5 separate regions of the Mus musculus genome follow, and regions 2, 3, 4 and 5 are each linked to region 1. The links are chromatin contacts, called in public HiChIP or PLAC-seq and promoter capture Hi-C maps. All regions are on one chromosome and are shown on one strand. The core of a region is the stretch at or near the end of the contact, and the rest is flanking DNA. Distances in the headings are between cores, read along the strand shown.

Evidence for each region. Promoter capture Hi-C pulls out the DNA fragments that hold promoters and counts their contacts. HiChIP or PLAC-seq counts read pairs in DNA pulled down with a chosen protein or histone mark. Capture Hi-C pulls out chosen DNA fragments and counts their contacts.
Region 2: a contact with region 1 is called in a promoter capture Hi-C map of adipose tissue, with 2.5 times the contacts expected there. The contact joins the promoter of 2310043L19Rik here to the promoter of Akt3 in region 1. A contact is called at or near these places in 1 of 15 datasets of contacts at CTCF or cohesin (the NIH/3T3 cell line), 1 of 484 Hi-C or Micro-C datasets (muscle stem cells), 10 of 115 datasets of contacts at active chromatin or transcription factors (bone marrow-derived macrophages, embryonic basal ganglia, embryonic forebrain and 6 more) and 1 of 9 other capture datasets (adipose tissue).
Region 3: an H3K4me3 HiChIP or PLAC-seq map of bone marrow-derived macrophages shows a contact between it and region 1, with 3 times the contacts expected there. The contact joins the enhancer-like site here to the promoter of Akt3 in region 1. A contact is called at or near these places in 1 of 39 promoter capture datasets (embryonic stem cells), 6 of 484 Hi-C or Micro-C datasets (the HL-1 cell line, bone marrow-derived macrophages, embryonic stem cells and 2 more), 10 of 115 datasets of contacts at active chromatin or transcription factors (bone marrow-derived macrophages, embryonic basal ganglia, embryonic limb bud and 5 more) and 1 of 9 other capture datasets (liver).
Region 4: a contact with region 1 is called in an H3K4me3 HiChIP or PLAC-seq map of forebrain, with 4 times the contacts expected there. The contact joins the enhancer-like site here to the promoter of Akt3 in region 1. A contact is called at or near these places in 2 of 39 promoter capture datasets (hippocampal neurons and pre-B cells), 6 of 484 Hi-C or Micro-C datasets (CD4 T cells, CD8 T cells, the HPC-7 cell line and 2 more), 5 of 115 datasets of contacts at active chromatin or transcription factors (embryonic forebrain, epiblast stem cells, forebrain and 2 more) and 1 of 9 other capture datasets (adipose tissue).
Region 5: a promoter capture Hi-C map of liver shows a contact between it and region 1, with 4 times the contacts expected there. The contact joins the promoter of 1700016C15Rik here to the promoter of Akt3 in region 1. A contact is called at or near these places in 3 of 39 promoter capture datasets (cranial neural crest, embryonic stem cells and liver), 3 of 115 datasets of contacts at active chromatin or transcription factors (acute myeloid leukemia, embryonic stem cells and large pre-B cells) and 2 of 9 other capture datasets (embryonic stem cells and macrophages).

The regions. Positions count from the first base shown.
Region 1 is chr1:177,247,477-177,250,189 of GRCm38.p6, forward strand. Akt3 (thymoma viral proto-oncogene 3) reads right to left here and starts at 1,291. Exons shown (of 13, transcript NM_011785.4): 1 at 1,200-1,291. The coding sequence starts at 1,245.
Region 2 is chr1:177,641,567-177,644,424 of GRCm38.p6, forward strand. It overlaps 2310043L19Rik (RIKEN cDNA 2310043L19 gene), which reads right to left and starts at 1,377. Exons shown (of 3, transcript NR_037994.1): 1 at 1,141-1,377; 2 at 444-548; 3 at 1-331.
Region 3 is chr1:177,622,038-177,624,924 of GRCm38.p6, forward strand. No RefSeq gene overlaps it. Among named protein-coding and RNA genes, the nearest start is that of 2310043L19Rik, 19 kb to the right of the region's middle. Within about 2 kb of position 1,569, at least 133 of the 459 cell types and tissues checked have an H3K27ac peak or open chromatin away from gene starts, as enhancers often do. A contact at or near this core is called in the HL-1 cell line, bone marrow-derived macrophages, muscle stem cells and 2 more, where this site is marked.
Region 4 is chr1:176,928,488-176,931,275 of GRCm38.p6, forward strand. All of the region lies in intron 13 of Sdccag8 (serologically defined colon cancer antigen 8), which reads left to right. The region is part of intron 3 of Gm15423 (a long non-coding RNA gene); the gene reads right to left. Among named protein-coding and RNA genes, the nearest start is that of Gm15423, 11 kb to the right of the region's middle. Within about 2 kb of position 1,439, at least 17 of the 459 cell types and tissues checked have an H3K27ac peak or open chromatin away from gene starts, as enhancers often do. A contact at or near this core is called in cortical neurons, embryonic forebrain, forebrain and 1 more, where this site is marked.
Region 5 is chr1:177,727,944-177,731,074 of GRCm38.p6, forward strand. 1700016C15Rik (RIKEN cDNA 1700016C15 gene) reads left to right here and starts at 1,871. Exons shown (of 6, transcript NM_027077.2): 1 at 1,871-2,018. Gm30115 (a long non-coding RNA gene) reads right to left here and starts at 2,132. Exons shown (of 5, transcript XR_373742.2): 1 at 1,720-2,132.

The DNA.
Region 1 (2,713 bases), core at 41-2,540:
TAAAAATAAACAAATAAATGAAGAATAGTATTTCCTGAAGTAGTTCTTCTTTTCACATAAACGACATGGATAAAGCAGTGAAGTGTGAGTAGGAAAGAAACTAGACACAAAAGACCATGGGTTTTATGAGTCCACTGAACTGAAATCTTTGAAAATCATAATTATAGTAAGAGACAACACATCAGGTGATTGCCAAAGTTGAAAGAGAAGCAGTGAACTAAAAGCAACATGGAAAGAACTTTTTAGAGTGATAGAAATGTTCTATTTTAGGCCTGTAGTGTTTGTTACATCACCACAAATGTACACCATAAAAAGGCACAACCCATTAAAAGGGTTTTTTGGAATATTTATTGTATGTAAATTATAACTTGATAAGGCCTATTTTAAAATTCCATTTAAAAACTGACAACAGCTCTTTAGCCTAAGCATTAACCAAAGATTTTCAAAGAAATGAAAGTCAGTGGTTAGAGGTAACTTTCAACTCTCAAATAGGGCCAAAAGGATTCCTCAGTCTACTGAATCTGGCCATGTACGTAGACAGGTATAATTGCTGAGCAACTAGCCTAAAGTCCAGATCTCTAATAAACATATAGATTAAGTAAGGAGGTGATCACTCACATTATAAACTAAATTTTATAGCAGTTATTTAATAATAAAAATAATGCCTTTATCAAAAAAGAGTGGACAGGAAATATACAGTAAAAGTAGATCATGTAAACAAAAAATATAAAATTAAACAAAAAAAATCACTGTCCACATTTGAATTTTTATATAAGAGCTTTAATTTACCTAATTTATGGGTCTGTTTAGTCTAACAGTTTAAATGTAAGCCCTCGCCTTACTATATTAATTCTTTATGCTACCATACAAATTTACACAGAGCCATATTTTTATCTAAATATCAATATATCATTTATAGACACAAGAGTTCATTTCTATGTTAAATTCTGTAAAGTCTGTTGAATCTGAAGACATTATAGAAAAATACATTACTAACATGCATGCATGCAAAAATCTAACGTCATAATTATAAACTACAAAAAAAAAAGAATTAGAAGGAAATCCCTAAATAAGCAGACTCCTAACATACATGGTAAAGTTTCTTTCAGCCCTATCAGACAGCACTTCCCACTTGATTCAACAGCGCCAGAGGAAAGACCAACTCTCAGCACCCACTCACAGCTCAGCACTTAACTTACCCCTCTTCTGAACCCAACCTTCTTTCACAATGGTAACATCGCTCATGATGGCTCCCCTCTGAGCCCCCCAACTTGGAGAAATGGTGCTTTGCAGGTCAGTTTTAGGGTTTGGATTCGCTGCTGCTGCTGCTGCTGCTGCTGCTGCTGCTGCTGCTGCTGCTGCTGCTGCTGCTGCCGCCCTTCCCACTCTCTAGTGATGACTCAGCCTGGAAGGAAGTATTGAAGAAAGAATTTCTTTTTTTTTTTTCCATTCTTGAACTCACATAGCAATAACAAACAACTAAGTCTTTGTAAATGTCTTCAATTGGCCTGACCGCACATAAAGTCTAGCTTCTCAAACATGGGGGGATTAATAAATGGTTCTATGAATACACTGCTCTGGTCTTGTGGCAGATGTTAAATGATAGTGAAATATTTAACTTAAGAGACTGAAATTAAATGTCCTAACAAAATAACTGTCAGATCTACAAATATACAGAAAGCACATTTTGTACTGTGTATTTGGGATGAAGGGGAGAAAGAATGAAAGTTGAGTGGCCCACATCCCTTTAATTTCAAAAATCATTATAGTTTTAATTGCTTTATTTTATGTAAAATACAATGTTGCAAGAAACTAACATTCATATAATCTGCCTTGTTCTAAAAATATTTTAGGTAAATTACATTAAGTATACAACATTATTTCCTTGGGTAGATACAAAAAGTAGAACAAAGGAAATATAAAAGTAGAAAAGACATGCCAAAATTGTTCATCTGTCATTCTCTGATAATCTTTACAACTCTGTTAGGACACTCGGCCTTCATTTCACAGAACTGTGAGCCTGGGGCTCAAAGAGAATAACTAATTGCTAGATTTCAAGGTAGTAAGCTGTAGAGCCAAAATCTGAATTTGGAGTACCTCACTCCTAAATTGGCACTCTTCATTTCAAAACTCTACTTGTGAAAGTCAAAAATTTGGAATGAAATGTTTTAGGAAAACTGCTAATTCAAAACCATGATAGGTTTCAGTATTAATGTCTGTAATACAAAAAAGACGAGAGCTGCTGAGAAGAAAACAGTGTTTCCTAAGATATTAACCAGAAGTTTATCCCCTAGGTCTTTACATGATAACTTAGTAAAAGGTTTCTTCAAGGCATCCTTACATAGAGCAATAAGCTTAATGAACTGCACTATTATTGTCCCTACCAATCTAAGAGGGGAAATGTTGCCACAGAACTTTGTGAAAGTGCTTCCACATTTGCAAAAATATGGGCCAGATAACCAGTCTTAAGTGACACACAACATAAACTTTAAGTAAACAGAAAAAAAAAATAGGTACATAGACTAATTGTACTATTCTATGAAGTCGGACCTTCATAAATATGTATAGAATTAAATTCAAGGTTGAATTCCCAGATAGTACTTAACTAGATTACAATTCCTCTTCCAATACAAATTATGTGCAAATTCTACCCGTTCATCAATCAGTGACCAAAAATAGACATCCTCTATACAACCTGACAAAGGCTCCACAG
Region 2 (2,858 bases), core at 127-2,626, 390 kb after region 1:
TAGGTTAGCCAATATTTATTTCTTAATCCAATCGCCCAAGTCTTACTACCTTATTCAATATCCTCAATTTACAGATGAAAAATTGAGGTTCAGAGAATTATATAATTTGTCAGAGTACAGTAGCAGCAGGATCTGAACCCAGAACACAGAGGTGGGCCTCAACGTGAATACTTTAGTTGGAATTCCAGTGGGTTCTCCACATTGTCCCAAAGCAACCAGCTTGGCCAGAGCAGAGGTGTGTGTGTGTGGACTTGATACCTGACCACAACATGCTACGAGGTGAAACTTGAATTTTCTGTTCCCTGAAGCTCCCACTTTTCTTTCCTGTTCACTGAAAACAAAATGAAATTAACATCATAATGCAAGAAATCGAGTCACATGGGTGTGGATCAATCTTCATTCCTGCCTTTGTCACATCAAAAAATTACAGAGGCTATACCCACCAGCGCCATTGTTCTCCTGGTCTCACGTCATCTCCAACGTCAGCCCTGTCACCACTCAAGGTGCCACTTCCTTAGTCCTATACAAAATGCAATTTTCACTTGCTCCTGGAAAATCAATATGGAAAGGCTCTAATTCTCCAGATTTCGATTTTTCAATAAAAATGTGAAAATGAAACTCCACAGGACTGCAGCCAAAATGGTGCCCCTGAGCCACTGTCACTCTGGAGGGAAACTCAGCAAGGGTTTTAGAGGAGAAGACCAACTTCCCCATGGCTCCTTCCATGACTCACTGGATAAGAAAGGAAGAAAGCACGGACAGGACTCATCTGTGCTAGTTTTAGACGGGTCCCTTCAAAGAAAGACTTCTTGACTCGGAATGGTACTGTGTTTGCAATCCCAGCATTTGGGAGGCTGAGGCAGGAGAATTGCTGGGAGTGAAGGCAAGCTTGGGAGCCTGGGTTACAAGTGTGAGGTTCTGTCTCAAAAAGAAAAAGGAGAGGAGGAGAGAAGGGACTGGGAAGGAGGGAGAAAGGAGGGATAAAGGAGGGGGAGAGGGGAGGGGAAGGGAGGGGAGGAAAGGGGGGAAGGGAGGGGAAGAAAGGGGAGGGGAAGGGAGGGGAGGAAAGGAGAGGAAAGGGGAGGGAAGGGGAGGAAAGGAGAGGGGAGGAGGGGAGAGCATTGGAACCTTCTGACTCACCAACTCTGCTTTCCACTTAGAAGCTCTGGGTTTGATTTCCTCACCCAGGAACAAGAGCGGGAGGAGGACAGGAGTTGGTCAGGTGAGTTCTGGGAGTGGATAGAAGTCCTCAAAGGAAGCATCCCTGGAGAGGCTCCTTAAGGTGCCTGGCTCACTGCAGGCACTCCCTAGGGTGAGCTTCCTGCATGCCTGCTTCTGCCTCTGTCCCTATCCCTCAGGCTGAACAGCTGCTGTGCCCTTTTGGAACATAGCGTTGTCAGTGGAGGGCCACTGTGAACTCTTCAGTTACTACCCAGGACCTCCTAATCCAACCAGCAGAGTGTCACACTTATGGAAATGTCACCAACAGTCCCCAGGCTCTGCCACAAGAGACCCTTCAGAACAAAGCTCCCAGGATTCCACATCACTTCTCTCCACTGCTGTGTTGACACTGAACTCAGTGGGAAGAGGAGAAGCCTCTACTGAGACCTTGCCCTGTATGTAACACGAGCTCGTGAATGTCTGTGGACGGTTCTGCCTGAGCCAAGGGCAGCAGGCAGCACCAGCCTCAGAAGGGTGAGTCTCAGCCGGTTCACTGCCACGTGATCCTGGGTGGGTCACGTAGCTTCTGGGTACTTCACTGTTCTCAGCTGTTAAACAGGTTAATAATAGAGAGGCACACTTTGACCCAGCAGCATGGCCTGGCAAAGGGAAGCCGATTCAGTGATGGGACAAATGGACAGGGAACTGAGGACTTTGAGGGAACAGAACAAGAAATCCGCGGAGCAGTGAACTTTTCTGTCAAGCCTCTGAGAGGCCTAAAACCAAAGGAGATGTTTAAGACCGCAGCACCAGCTTTAGGCTCTGTCTTGTCTCTGCCCAACACCCTCCATTTTGGCTCTCTTTCTTCCCTCAGCTCTTCCCTTCCTCTCCTTCCTGCGCGCCTTTCTCCGGTGCTGTATGGAACTCAGCCTCACTCAAGCTAACCAAGGGCCCACCACTGAGCTAGCCTCAGCCCATAGGACTAGTTTTCCTATCACTTCCCAATAACTTTTAAACCAGAACCCAGAGCTTTGATGGCAGGCAGGCTGAGGAGAGGGAGGGCATGCAAGCACAGGTTGGCTGTCTACGGATCCACACATAGTATGAATCGGTGCCAGGAGAACACATGGGGAGCCACCAGCTGTTGGGCTCTCTTGGTCCATGTCTGCTCCAGCAGGCTCATGACACTTCCAGGAAGTCAGGCTGACTGGAACAGAACCACCAGAAGGAATAGAAGACCTAGAGGCTAGCTTAGAGTCCCGGGAGTCAGGGCTGTGGTGCAATTCACAGGGTTGAGTACTTGTCTAACATGCACAAGGCTGCAGGTTTCAAACTGAGAAAGGAATGGGAACTACCTCAGGGCTGCATCCTAAGAGGATTTTACAAGGAGTTACAAGATCTAACAACAGGCTGTGTGTATGGGGTGAAAGGATACAGACACAGAAGAAAAGTTACCAAGTGAGGTTTTGGGGTTTTTTTTTTTAATAGCACATAATTTAAAAGAGAACAAAAAAAAATCAATGTTATCTGAAAGACGGTAAAACTGCTCAGGGTTTCCTCCTTTGCGTAACAGTGATTCTATTTCTAAACCCTGTGTAAATCTAATATCCTCCCTAAACAGTATCCAGCCAATGGCCTTGGAAAGCAGAACTTGCCCTCAGCAACAATGGGAGCTTTGAGCGTCAATGGTAAGTCCC
Region 3 (2,887 bases), core at 319-2,818, 370 kb after region 1:
GCACTGTGCTGCCTCTCTTCAGCAGGGAGGAACCCCAAGATTCCTTCCATCTTGCTGATACCATAGTGTTCAGTGCCCCCAGGCTCTGTCGAAAGAGGGTCCCTGGAGGGGGGGCACTGTTTATTTGGCATTTGACCAAGGCCATTGGGGCTCCCTTCAGAAACATTTGATAGGGGGCCAATTATTGTCACATACGATGCGGAGAAAGGAGGTCAGTTTAAAGAAAGTTTAGATAAAACACCAGCAGCAGCAACAAAGCAGGCTCTCTACAGGGTGGCCATGCGGGCACAGTGTTTGTAGGGAAGGGACACTGACCCCATTCCCTTGCATATGGACAAAGAAGCTCAACAAAGGAGCTCACCAGCCCCAGTCACTCATAAGCATGAAAGGGGCCCTCACGCCTCCGCAGCCTGGCTGGGAACCAGAGGCGCCAGCAGCCATCACACAGTCGGCCCGTAACATAGAAAGGCCTTGGGTCGGAGCGAATTCTTTTGGGTAGCCTGCTTGTGACTTCAACGACCCGCCAAAGTCTACTGAGTGATGTTTGTCCCCGAAGTGTAAAAATATGGATTCCTTAAGGGGAGGGGGAAGAAAAAAACAAGGAGAGAAGTGGAGTTTTCATTTTGTAAGCTCTTGCTAGCTGTGGGCCATTCCATGTGACCTCGTTAGTTTTAACACTAGCCCAGAGAAGTCTGTTCCTGATTCTCCGCTGAGAAACCTGAGGATGAGATCTCGAATCAGGGGCTTACCCCGAGTGCCCTAAGGAAGCAGGAAGCAGGAAGCAGGAAGCAGAGCCCCATAGCCTGATTTCCATACCTCGTGTTCTTAACCTCTACGCTATTCTGGTCCCAAGCTCACGTTCAAGGTTCTTTTAGCTGTGTTGTTGAATCATTACTCTGTTCACGAGGAAAACAGTACACTTTCCCTAGTGATCGCAATTCATGTGGAATCTTACAGTACTCTTTTTTTTTTTTCTAATAGATTTGCACTTTGTGCAGGAAAGTAAAAGTTCCTAGAAGAGTGACCTTTTGCATCTCTAATTAACAAAGGAGGGGGGCGCTGCGTAACGACCCTTTAACAATTCTATCTATCTAATATTTAGACAGGTTCAGAAAGGCAGACTAGAGGGCCAAGAATGAAAAGCCGGGAACAGGAAGGTGGAGAGTGGAGAAGACCTTAATGGCATCAGGTTAAAGACAAGGTTTGTCTTCCTTTGAATTCTGAAACACTGCCACGCCCTGGAATGAACCTGTCAACTCTTCCTTCAGAGAGCAATGTTTCTCCGGGCAGGGAGCTGGCTGTGGAACACACTGAAGGACTCCTGCCCATGGGACAGAGTCTAATAGTGCTTTTTCCAGGGGTGGAACCCATGGCCCTGGGCCATCTCTGCCCTCTCAGCTGGACCCCACGAGGTCTCACCATGACAGCTGAGCAGGGTTAAGATTGCAGCCTTCAGCACACTGGAAAAAAACAGCTGCTCTGGGCCCTTTGCTTGCTGGCCTGTTCTCCACTGGCCAGTGGGACATTAAGGTCTTTGTTATTCACGCAGCAGTTGGAATCTCTGTCCATTTAAGGAAGGAAGCCGCAGGGTGATCCAGCCCTGGCTGTGCCACTAAGGAGTGACTCATTCACTTCTACCATGTGAACTGTGGATGAACCCTGGCCCTTCCTCAGACACGGTCTCGGCCTGCACTACATTAAACTTGATGGATTCTTAAGGAATATGTGCCATCTATATAATAAGGCAAATTAAGCCCCATGCAACCAGGAACCATGGCTGTTTGTTTTGATAACATTAGAAATTATGAAGGGGAGAGAAATGGGCCAAGTCTGGGAAAAGAACAAGAGTGTAGCCACATTGGCTTATCTCGAAAGGGACCGGAGCCAGGGTACGCTGGTGGTCTGGCGGACTGAGGGTTTCATACCAACGGCACAGTTGCTGGGAAAGACTAGCCAATAGCAGAATAAGGAACAGTCTGTAAGGAGAGGTACTACTGAGTTCAGTTCCTGCTCTGCTATATACTAGCCATGTCACCATGGACGGCTAGCTGGTGTCTCCTAGCTTCAGATTCTTCATCTATAGAATATAATTCCTACTTCATGAGTTTGCATAAGGGAAGAGCTAAGCACAGTCCATAGCAAAAGTCCACACCAATCACTGGAAAAAAGATTAAAATGTACATATATATATACATATATATGTATATATATATATACATACACATATGTGTGTATACACATATATGTATATATATACACACACATGCACATATATATGTGTGTGTGTGTACACATATACGTGTGTATATATATATATGTATATATATACATATATATATAAACATATAATATATAGTTTGGTCTATGTATATATGTGGCCACCTCTCTCTTTGTTTCTCTCTTGCTCTCTCTTTCTCTGAGTGTACATATACCTAAATATGTATGTGTAAATTATACATGAAAATAATTTGTGTGCATAAAAGTATATATGTGTGTATGTGTGTGTGTGTATATATATATATAAATCATATAATATAATAGATTGGTCTATGCATATATGTAGCCACCTTTCTCTTTGTTTCTCTCTTGCTCTCTCTCTCTCCCTCTCTCTCTCTCTCTCTCTCTCTCTGTGTGTGTCTGTGTGTGTGTGTGTGTGTGTGTGTGTGTGTGTGTGTGTGTGCAGAAGGCCTGAGCAGGCAGGCAGGCAGAGGGGACAGTACAGAGGAGACTCTAGGCTTCAGGGATTCAGTGCTCTCACCTGAGCCTGTGGGGCAGGGGGCAGGTTGCCCCCTGCAGAACCCCTGCAGCAGGCTGCAGAGGGGAGGCTGAGATTTGTCAGGTGAGTCCTTATCTCAGAAGTGCCTTCCTTTCATGTTGCCTTTGCTAT
Region 4 (2,788 bases), core at 189-2,688, 320 kb before region 1:
GAGGTAGAAGGGGAATTTTATATGACTGCACTTCTACTTGGACATGACATCTAAAAACAAAGTACCATGTCCCTAGTGGGTAAGCAGGTTGCCCTTGCCTGCCTTCTGGAAGCTGACTCAGTTTGCTTCAGCAGGCTGGCTCTCCTTGATTTAGACACATCCTTGTTCTGTCAACTGCCCTTCATTTTCTAGAAATCATATCTGAGTCTTGATGAGGATGCATGGATATGTAAAATCATGTTAACACAAAGTTCTGTAAATTAGAGAGAGGGGCTGTGCTTCTATGCTTCTGCTTGTTCAGAGACTTCAATGCTTTAAAACGAATTCATATAAAAAGATGATGATGATGGTAATCAGCCGTCACAATGTTCAGTCTAGAAAACTTGAGGCTAGTTGAGGGCATGATCCATTACTCTAGGTAGCCCTTGTTGGCAAGGTTATAGCGTTGACAAATTAAGGCTACAGAGAGTACTCCCTCTTTTCTAACTTTAGTCTTTGTCTTTAGAGGGAAAGCCATCCTTTCCTTCCTGATATTGTCCTTTGCTAATGGCAGCAGCGTTGCAGCCCAGGGCTCCTTAAGTTCTCCTGTGAGCACTGCTGGCACTTGGGTTCTTTCTCTCCCTGAAAGAAGACATCTATTCAGAATCCTTAGTGGTTGAATTGGTCAGCAATGTTTCAGCCGAGAAAGGATGATAATCCTATTAAGGAACAATGAAATCCATCTACAACAAAAAGAAAGCCCATGTCAGAACTATAGAGGAACCCAAATTTTGATCCTGCACCCAGGCTGACTTTCACAAAAAAATTATCTGTAAAAGTAGAGGGAGTCACGGTGCTGGAGACGACTCCTAGCACTAAAAACATCTTAGATGTTGCTTTATGTGCTTGCTTTCCATTAGAGTCAGGAATGGTCCGACTCTGTTGCTGTGATTTTGTCAACATTTATCCTATCTGTCTTTCATATACAAAGGCTTAGGGATGCCAGAAAACAAACTGTTAACGGAGAATTAACTTCTTTGGCATGCTTTCATACTTATCTTCCAAATTAAAGAAAATGAAATGGGCAGAAACAGAGTGTAGATTACCTCCTTTTTGTCAAAAATGGTGGGAATTTGAAAATTAATAATAAAAAAGGGAACAGATGCAGTAACATGCCAGAGGGAGATTAATGTGGAGAGTGAAATCTGTGAGCAACAAAACTGAAGCAAACTGAATCAGTGGGAGGTGGTTGTACAATCAAAATCAGGATAAAAGAGAAATTACAAACAACCCTGCACTTGTCAAAGTAGTAGTAATGAAACCCTGACTCTGCCAGCAGCGAGAACCTGTGTTAGCACTTTGGGGTAAGGATGGTAGCCGGGTGCCAGGTAGGAGGGCAGTGTTAGGTTGCTGGGCAGCAGCCATCTTGTGTGGAACAGATGGCACTGAAAGCTGGCAGGGGAGGGGCTCCTTAGCAGAACTAATCAGACAGTAACAGATAGGGCAGCTGGGAAGACTGACCACAGAGAGGGAGCCTGCGGGGTAGCTCAGTGCCACGGTGTGTGCAGCGGTGTGCCCATTGGTCTGCGGGAAGACCTTGCAATGCCTTTCCCATCGATGGACGCACTGAAACTTTTGTTCAAAAGGGAGAATTGAGTTGGAGTGTCTCAAACTTGGGGGTGGGGTTGGGTGTTGGAGAGAGACTGGGAATGGAGGTACTGCCCATCTCTGAATTCGTTGCATGAGTTTTCAATGTCAGCTTCTGTGGAACTTTGATTTTTGCAGCATGTGTGGCTCTGCCGTTCTCTTCTCCACTGTAGCACGCCAAGTGATCGCTCTATATTTTATCCACAGTTTGCAGCATCAGGACTATACATAAAATTAGAAAAGACTTCCTGGTATGATTTCTCACAAATGAAAACTAAAAGCAACCAGGTGATATGTATGTTTCTCCTTAATAATTCTTAATAACCTAATTCAAGCTATGGTTGACTTACAGCCACTTGCTCGTCCTTTTTGCTCCATGTAATTGTGGACTAAACAACAAAATCTAAGCATAATTTAGAGCCCAAACCTTAAAACAAAAATCAAATTACTGTGCAAAAATGAGAAGCCAACCTGTTAAATTTAATTGTGCATTGAAGAGCCATAATTCCAGATAGGTCAGCACATTTATTCAAATGCTATGCCTTTGACAACAAGATTCAGGTCTCCTACGTCTGTTTTCAAACTTGTATCTTCCTTTCTCCTTTTTATTTTTCCAGAAGGTTTATAGCTTGGCTCAAATTATTCATTTTGGAGGGGGGAGGGGGAAACATTACCAGGATTTGAAATAGGTGGTATAACATAGCCATATGCTATTTATGCAGCAGTTTCTGCAATAAATCTAATTTGGTGCTGTCAAAAAATCAGACTTATTTGATATAGCGGCACATTAGTAAATGATTGTGGCAGATTTAAAGTTGTCATTTAGTCTCTTCTAACTCTTAAACAGAATCTTGCAAACCCGTCTTCTCTCTCATCAAGTCTATGAAAACCTCCCAGGTCTTTGTCCTACAGTACTGCAATATTTTCATGTCTCAAAGCAGGTTTTGCCTAAAGGTAACTGAGAAAAAAGGGTGAAAAATGAATATCCTCTGTTGTCAAAATAACATTGGCAGTCAGAGATCAATAAAGCGGGGAAAATGATAGTGTCTCCAGCCTGTGTAGTTCTTAGAAAAGCAGAGCAGCTAGGCAGGCACATTCAGAATGAAGAGAAGCTAACATCAGTTCTTTATTAAGGAGCTGAATGTTTTACCTTGCATCCTAC
Region 5 (3,131 bases), core at 621-3,120, 480 kb after region 1:
GGGAAGGGAGGTTCATAGGAGAGGGAGACATAGGAGAGTAAATGTGGTCATAGCTTTACCTAGGACTGTCTGTAAGCAAGAGAAGGGAGAGGGAGGGGAGGGAGGGAGAGAGTAGTCAAGGACAGAGGTTTCCTCACAATGATGAGTCCTGACTGTAGGCCACCTGCACGTGGGGCCATAAACCTTTGACTCTAGTGTTCTTTGGCCCAGGGAAGTTATGGGTTAGCAAGATCAAGATCACTCACACTCTCTGTAGATGTGGAGACAGTCCAGTGTTGATGGTAGGATCTGAGATGTACTATGTTCTCCTGTACAGGGCCCCTGCACCAGTGACTAGAAACTCCTCCATCTTTAAAGTCACCTTTCCATGAGGCAGGGAGAGATGTCAGTGAGGAGGCCTGAGGAGTGTTAAGTGTCATGGCCGGCTGGCGGATTGCATTTTCCAAGTTGGTGACTACAAGGGATGTTTGTAGATGGCAGGGGAGGGATCCTGAGCACAATTGCTCCATACTGGAAGGAATTCTGATCAGCTAGGCACCAAGACACTACACACTGCCCCAGTAGTAGCCATAATTTAATTAGTGATTAATTAGATATGCATACTAGTCTCTCTGGGTTGAAGATTATATTACTTTAAATATTCTTTGTTTTTCTATATTACCTGAATTCTGGAAACAGGTGTTATTTTTAAAACAACCCACCCCTGTTTACTTGGGGGGGGGGAAGCAGCATGCAGCACACATGTGGAAGTCAGAGGACAACTTACAGGAGTCAGTTCTCACTTTTTAAAATTAACGTGGGTCCCAGGAATTGAACTCTGGTCTTCCGGCTTGGTGGCAAGTGTCTTTGTCCACTGAGCCATCCTGTCAGCTTAAGGGAATGTTTAGAGAGTCTATGCAAATGAGAGAAGTCTCTTTAATCATCACAGAAGGAAGGAAAGATAATGAAGAGATGCTGTCCCCAGCTCATGACTCCCCAGCAGACACTGGAGAGAGTTATTTAAGGATTATACTTCCAAACTTGAAAATCTGAAGAAGAAAAGTCATAACTGTCCTGATGGCTAATCTTCACTGTCAACTTCAATCTCCTAGGAGACACATCCCTGGGCATGTTGAGGGGGTGTTTCTAGAGGGGCTTAACGGAAGTGTGAAAACCACCCTGGTTGTGAGTGACATCATTCTACAGGGTGGGACCCAGACTGAAAGGAAAAAAAAAAAAAAAAAAAAAAAAAAAACAGCCTTGGCCCAGGCTTCCTGTCCATGCCATCAGGAGCTGCAGATGAATATTTCTCTTCCTACTTGCAAACTTTGTTTGATCGAGCCCTGCCCTGTTTCCAGGCCAGCCTCTTGTAGACAATGCCAGTGTTTGTTTTGGGCTTAGTTTTGCTATGGTATCTGAACAACCATTCTACAGCCATTCTCTTTCCTGGCTGAGACTCGCTTCTCTGTGTAGTTGTGCAACAGTGATGGTTGGTGGCTTGGTTTGAATCATATTCCTGAACAATTAAAAACCTCTTTCAATGGCTTTAGTAGCAGCGGCCTTCCATAGACTAGTGTCATTTTAGACCAGGCAGTGCTGGATTCCTTTGTCCCTGTGACAGCCCTTCTCAGTTCCAACTTGCAAAGGACACATGCAACACCAGATCCCTGACCTTACGTTCCCCTTGAAGCAATGTTTGTAGAAAAACAAGTTTAGTGGTTGATAGTCTGGGTCACTTACCTGTATGGTTTCTCCCTGACACCAATTTCTGCCCTTACGTTCTATGCGCAGCTATGCTTTCTGTTAGAGACGTTCAAAACAGGCTTTCTCTAAGCCTGAACAGCACTGCTTAGCACAACTTTCCACTCCACCGTGCATCATAATCCCCTTTGAGTGATGTAAAGGGATCAGGTCTCACAGCTCTGCCTTGTACTTTTCACAGCATGCCCCACACAGAGGTGGCTCAATTTCTTGCTGCCCTCAGAGGAAAACTTCTTTGAAGAAGGAGGCCCCTGCCCACTGCTGCCCAAGCCAAGCCGGTAATGCAGCAAGGCTCTTACTGCCTGGGCCTCTCTCCTCTCACTCCGTGGCTACATGGCTAAATGAGAGGATTGCTTTTGCTTTTTGTTTGTTTGCTTGGTTGGTTAGTTGGTTGGTGGGTTGGATGGTTGATTGGTAGGTTGGTTAATTGGTTTGGTTTGGTTTGGATTTTCAAAACAGGATTTCCTCTGTGTTATCCTGGGTGTCCTAGAACTCACTCCATAGACAAGGCTGGCCTCGGATTCAGATATCTGCTTCCTAAGTGCTGAGATTAAAGGCACAAGCCATCACTACCTGGCACATTTTGAATAGGTGCTTACAACTTACAACTTTATGGTTGGAATTCTTTGCAAAGCTAGGAATTCTTCCCCCCAACTCGACTCAGGTGTTAGGTATGTGTATATATCTGCGTGCGGGTATGTGTACATGAGACCTGCTGCCATGCTTCCTGCCATGAAAGCTAGCAAATCCCCTGGAGTTGGAGGTTCAGGAAGTTTTAGCTGCCTGAGTACTGGGAACTGAACTTCGTCCTCTGAAAAAACAGCAAGCTCTTGAAACCGTTAAGCTATGTCTCTGCCCCTAAAAATTATTTTAGAATGTGAACAGTGGTCTACTTGGGATGTTTTGAATATTTTTTTTCTCAGTATTTTATAAAAGTTTGGTATACCCAGCTGCAGAGCAACCCTGCAGCCACGGGGCTAAGCAGGTCTAACACCCCTATGCTGTCTCTATGTTGTCATGTGACTATGTTACCCTGAATGTCCTGAATACAGACACAGCTCTTCCAAGGAGAAAGGGCTTTACAAAATGTATCTAGAAAGTCAACAGGTACTATCTACACACAGCTGATAACCCTACACAGCTGATTGCTATGGTTTGGATGTAATCAGTCACCAAAGGGTTTCAGGTGTTAGAAGGTGTTGGGAACACTAAACATTAAGATTAACTATTAATATATGGTAACTATTAATATATTAATATTCTATAATATTAATAACTATTAAATATTAAGATTAAGAATTACAATAACTGTGGCAATGTAGAAATTATCTCACAACATTAAAAAAAAACAAAACCAAAGATTATTTTCTAGAAAATAAATAATGCCGCTT